2 separate regions of the Macaca fascicularis genome follow, and region 2 is linked to region 1. Evidence: chromatin contacts called from public Hi-C data. All regions are on one chromosome and are shown on one strand. Each heading gives the region's core, a stretch centred on a gene start, on an enhancer-like site or on the middle of the called end of the contact. The rest is flanking DNA. Distances are from core to core; before and after follow the strand shown. Region 1 holds the start of TBL1XR1 (TBL1X/Y related 1). Region 2 has its middle 160 kb from the start of TBL1XR1.

What was found. A called contact is a pair of places that touch in the nucleus more often than the background predicts.
Region 2: a Hi-C map of liver shows a contact between it and region 1, with 4 times the contacts expected there. The contact joins the enhancer-like site here to the promoter of TBL1XR1 in region 1. A contact is called at or near these places in 2 of 2 Hi-C or Micro-C datasets (liver and skeletal muscle).

Annotation. Positions count from the first base shown.
Region 1 is chr2:88,921,785-88,924,484 of T2T-MFA8v1.1, forward strand. TBL1XR1 (TBL1X/Y related 1) reads right to left here and starts at 1,405. Exons shown (of 14, transcript XM_045386615.3): 1 at 924-1,405.
Region 2 is chr2:89,081,197-89,083,896 of T2T-MFA8v1.1, forward strand. No RefSeq gene overlaps it. Among named protein-coding and RNA genes, the nearest start is that of TBL1XR1, 160 kb to the left of the region's middle. Within about 2 kb of position 1,270, at least 6 of the 6 cell types and tissues checked have an H3K27ac peak or open chromatin away from gene starts, as enhancers often do. A contact at or near this core is called in liver, where this site is marked.

The sequences.
Region 1 (2,700 bases), core at 155-2,654:
TAATATTCCACTTAAATAAAAGTCTGCTTCTGTTCAAAAAATTAAATCGGTTGCAAAGAGGAAGTTACCGAGAAACCACCCTCACAACGTGGCCTTTACACTGTCAGAAAATAACGTGACTCTGTGCCACCCAAAACTTACCAGGAAGCTGACAATAACTTTGCCAATTCTACACTCCTGAACCCAACTTCAAAGAATCTCCACCAAATACCTCCTTAAGACGATAGAAAGCACTAAGTTACAAATAAACACGTCCCGGAGCAAGGCCTGGCTGCCGCGCGCCCCTCCCCCGGCCGGCGCCCCCGCCCCGGACGCGCGGCCCCAACAGCCGCCCGCAGCCCCTAGCACGCCGGCCGGGGTCGCCGCGCCCGGGCCGGGGACGCGCCTGGGGAGGGGAGATTTCCATTGCCGCCCGAGGTTTCACAAAATAGCATACACCGAAAAGCTCCTTCTCCTCTGCTAAAAATAGGCTATAAAGGAGTCGGCCTCATGATGGCTCCTTGATTCAATTTGCTGCAAATCCTTTCCTAAAAGCCTCCCCCCCCCTCATACACACACGCACAAAAAGGGGGTGTAAATGCACGAAGGGAGAAAGAGGGGGAGAAGGCCGAGGTGCACATTTTCGGGGACAACATAATTAGGGTGAGGATCCCCCGAGACCAGGAAAGGGTAGGGGGTGGGCAGGCACGTGAGCATTTCAAAGAAACCTGAGAGAGGAAAACGGGGGGATGGGGGCGCCCCAAGTGCCCTCCCTGCCTTCCCTCCCCCCACGCAAGCCCAGTTCCCCCAAGGGCCAAGTTGAAAAATGCATGTTCCACTCGCGCCCATCCCCCGCGGCCCAGCGCCCCCGGCCGCCTCTGGCCCGCGCCCCCCGCCCAGGCCCGCGACCGCCCCCACTCCGGGGTCCGGCCCCCAGCGCTTACCTGGAAACGGTGGCCTCCAACGCCGCTCCCCCCTCCCGGGAATGGAGGCACTAGGAAATTCCCCTCCTCGCCGCCGCCGCCACCGCCTCCAACCACCCCCAAAATAACCCCTCCGGGGGGTGAGAGGCAATTATAACCCCAGCGAGCGGAGGGCGCGGGGGATGGGCGCCGGGAGGGCGGGGGCGGGGAGCGCGGCGCGGGTCCCCAGGTGGCGAGCGGAGGTGCTCCCGCCGCTGGGGGAGGGGCGGGGGCGCACGCGGCCGGCGGCGGGGGGAGGCGGCGCGCGGGGGAAGGGCGCGAGCGGGGAGAGGAATTGAGGCAGAAGGTAAAAGCTGTTACTAAGGGAAAGAGCCAAACGGTTCGGAGCAGCCAACGGCTCAGACACTCAACACTAGGGAGAGAGGAATGGGGACCAGCCAGGCACAAATGAGCTCGCGAGGCCCGCGGCGGCGGCGGCGGCGGCGGCGGCCGCGCAGCAAAACAAACCCGAGCGGCCTGCGCCGGGCGGGCGGGCGAGCGGGCGGGCGCGCGGGGGAGGGGCCGGCGGGGGAGGGGCGCCGCGGACGCGGGGAGGCGGTGGCGGCGGCGGCGCGGCGGGGGGGACTCCAGCGGCCGCGCTCCTCTCCCTCCCGGCCCACTCCGGCGGCGCTGGGGGCTGGGCTGTGCGGCGCATTCTTTTTAAAAATCAGGCGAGCCCCGCGGGCACTCACAGGCGCCTCGGGGCCCCGGGCCGCCCGCCCCGCCCCCACCGCCGCGGGCTGGCCTGAGTGTGCTCGGGTGTGGGCCGCTGGGCCCGAGACGGGTGGGGGCGGGGAGGCCCGCGCGGTGGCCGGGGTGGAGCCGCTGGCGAAGTTTCCCAAGGAGGCCGCGGGCTTCCGCGTGTCCGGGGGGCGGCCCGGCGGCGCTGGGGGCTGGGCGCACACGCGGCGGGCATGTGCGGGAGCGCGGCGCGGCATCATATGGACATTTGTTTGTGAAAATCTCTGTGCACACCTTTGTGTGCGTAAATACATATGGTTCTCGGAAGCGTACCTGGAAAGGTGCTTTATCTGTATTAAGCGACTTTCAAAATGTGATCCAGAGCACGGGATCTGGAGAGAAAACACGCACACAAGAAAGGATTTTTGATACTAAACACAAAGCTGTAATTGAAGTGTTTATGCCCAAATGTACTGTGAATCAAGCATATGGTGGTATTTATCATCTGGTGGGTCTGTTTGAAAGGTTTGGTCGATCAGTTCTTATTTCACAAAAATAAAATAATGTAACTAAATGTTTACTAAACATATACCTCCACGGTGGCATCCACAGTAGAAGTTTACCCACTTTGTATACTTTTTGCATGTGTGAAGCACAGCAAGGCTGTTTATAAAGTGTACCTTTGATAAGTGATAATGTGGGCAGTATGATTGAGGGGGGTCGTTTTTAAAGAAGGGAGGCACTTCAGGTTTTAAAGCAAATGGGGTGGTAATCTTTCTAAGACTTTAAGAAAGATGGGGTGGGGCGCTTCTTAGAGCTCTGTATAAGCTCAGGACTGGAGAAGCAGCCACCCTTTTAATTAAGATACGACTTGAAACCTTTTTGTTATTTCGGTTATTACTGCCTTCAAAGCAAAATAATATTTGCAGCTTTTTCTTAAAGGTGAAGGGTACTGTTTTCCTGCTCTCATCACAATATTTGAAAATAGATGTAGCGATCACTTTAAAGCGACTATCATTTCCTCTCAGTATCAGAAGCCTAAAGTTTTGCGACACACACACACACACACACACACACA
Region 2 (2,700 bases), core at 20-2,519, 160 kb after region 1:
CGCAGTGGGGTGGGGCAGAGGCCAGCGCGAGGCCTTGTTCGGTGGAGGATTCCACAGGCCTGTAACGGAAAGGACTGGAGCTCTGCAGGCAGGCAGAGCCCGGGGCGCCCAGTCCCCCCAAGCTGCGACAGCCAAGCCGATGGGCACGCACGGCGGGGCCTGAAGGAAAAGTCCAGACCCGGTGGGAAAAGCCACGCCCGGGTTGGAGCGCTTCCTTTCAGATCTCGGCCTTTAACTGCAATTCCATTTTAAGGGCAACCCTGCCCGGTTCACACCTAGCCTTGAAGATGACAGATTGCACTGTGAGCAATTTGCGGGGTGAGAACGGGAGCCTACGACTCTGCACCTGCACCACCAGAGCCATAAATGCAGCAAATCATGGCCCATAAAATGTCACCACTGCTGAGGTGCAATTTTCCAGGGGGTCTTCTGCAGAGGGAGCTCCACCACGGAGAGCGACCCTTGGCTCTGCAGCCTAAGAGGAAGGCCCCTGCAGGGTGGGGGAGGGAACAGGGAGGTCTTTCTCCCCTTCCCCTTCGTGCCACTGCTCCCCGCTTTGTGACCCCACTCTGCCACGTGGTATAAGCTTCCGGGGGGCGGCATTAGTTATTTCTGCCTGAGGAGTTTTTGACCAAACGTAAACATCGGAGGAGCGGGAACCTAAGCCCCGCCTGGGCTGGGCGGCAACGACCCTGACGCCGCGGCGGCAGAGCCGGAGCTCGAAGCAGCAGCGGCAGCTGCGAGCCGCCCCTCCCCCGCCAGGCTGGCGAGCCCATTTTCGCTTGGCCGGTCTCCGCGCTGCCGGATGGATTGCGCCCCACCCCCGCTCCTCTGCTCAGTCATTCAGACTTGGAAAGTCAATAACACGCTGACATCATCAGGGGTTTGTGTATTATTACACGGCTACTTTCCAGAGTACCTGGCATTATCTAAGAGAGGAGCACTCCGGCTGCCCAAGAAAGGGCCTGAACTGGGAGCTTGGCGGCCTCGGGGAGGGGCGGCTGCTCAGAGCCAGGCCTTTTCCTAGTGGGGAGGGCATCCACAGGGCACAAATTAGAAACAGATTATGAGCTTTGCTGCACTAAATGCAGATGCACTTTAGATATCGATACATGCTTCATTTTGGCTTCGGCTGCACTTATAAATCATCCTTAAGTGACCTCTATTTCTACCAAAGACATCCACTTGGTATTTAAGAAGCATTCTTAGTGATCCTCACAAAGGAAAAAAAAGGAGACATCTTCTGTGACAGGAAGCCAAAGGCTGGTTTTCTTTCTTTCTTTTTTGAGACTCTCTGTGTGTGTGTGTGTGTGTGTGTGTGTGTGTGTGTGTGTGTCTGTGTGTGTGTATGTGTGCGTGCGCGCCCGCGCGCACGATTCTCTGTTATGTAATCGCCATCACGGGTGATTAGGTCTTCTAGGTCTTTCCCTCCAGGGCTGAACTGGATGGTTTGGTTGCTGTGTTTTTCTTAAGCCTCACACAGGGCAAACAAACACACATGAAAAACATGTCCCAGATTTATGGCGCAAAACTGCTCTCCAAGCAAATTGCCTTAGAAGACTGTCTCAGTTTTGGAGGAAGGAAATAGATGAATTTGTTGCTAATTAAGACTCCTTATCTTACTACTCTGGCATTTCCTTTTTTCTAGAACGAGTTTTTAAAAATAATTTAATGTATTTTAGATGTTCCCTCCCCTCCCCCTTGCTGTAATGGTACTTGAAATAGCTTAAATAACTAATTGTATAGACAACTGTACTTTTGTTCTACACACACACAAACACCCCCCACCCACACACACCCCCCAGCTTAAAAAACGTGAAAGGCTCATACAACATGGTACCTTTTCTGTTTAGCTATGCAGGCTATTTCCTTCTTTACACACACAGGGCTGATGTCATTTAAATTCTCTTAGCATCTTAAATTGCAAAAAATGGCAGCCAGCTGAAAACTGGCTACCTGGAGAATTACAAGGCGAGAGAGCTGTTCTTTGGCCTCATCTTAATCTCTGTGTACCTCAAGCAGGGAGTCATCTCTGACTGATACAAGTCTTTAGAGCTCCCCAGAAGGAAGCAAAGCAGACATGTTTTTCAACAATGTACCAATTTCCCTATGTGTACTTGATCATTTCGGGAGAACTTGTAGTAGATTATGACTGCTTCCCTCCAGATGGTCTGAAGGAAAAACTCTCCCACCAGACTTGCACTTCTAAAATCACTTCCCCAGGCCTGGCCCTCCCACCCCACCCCCATTTCCCCTTTCGGAGGTGCAGGCAGCTGGGGAGGCCTGGAGCACCAGACCTCCAAGATGGTCCAGCATGTGTTGAGTCTGGAGGCTGAAGCTGCTGAAGTGGGGAAGGGTGGGGGCACTCGCTTCCAACTGAGAACTATTTACCTAGGGGGTTTCCTTCAGCTCAGAGAGGAGCATGCAAACCTGCCAGTCTGTCTCTTTGGTTCTCAAGATGAAGCAGCTCGTCAGTCTCTAAGCACTTCCGGTTTTTAGCCCAGCAGATCCTCTGGTCTTTGCCTCAGCCTCTCCCAGACACAACTGGCTAATATAGGGATCCTTGCTAGGGAAGGACATGGGCCACTTTGCTTTGGGTTCTGAGCTTCCGCAGCGGGCAACGGACTTCCTACCCTAGAGTTTCTGCCTAAGCAGGGGAGGACAAAGGCTGGAGGATCAGCTTGGATAGAAGCTGATAGG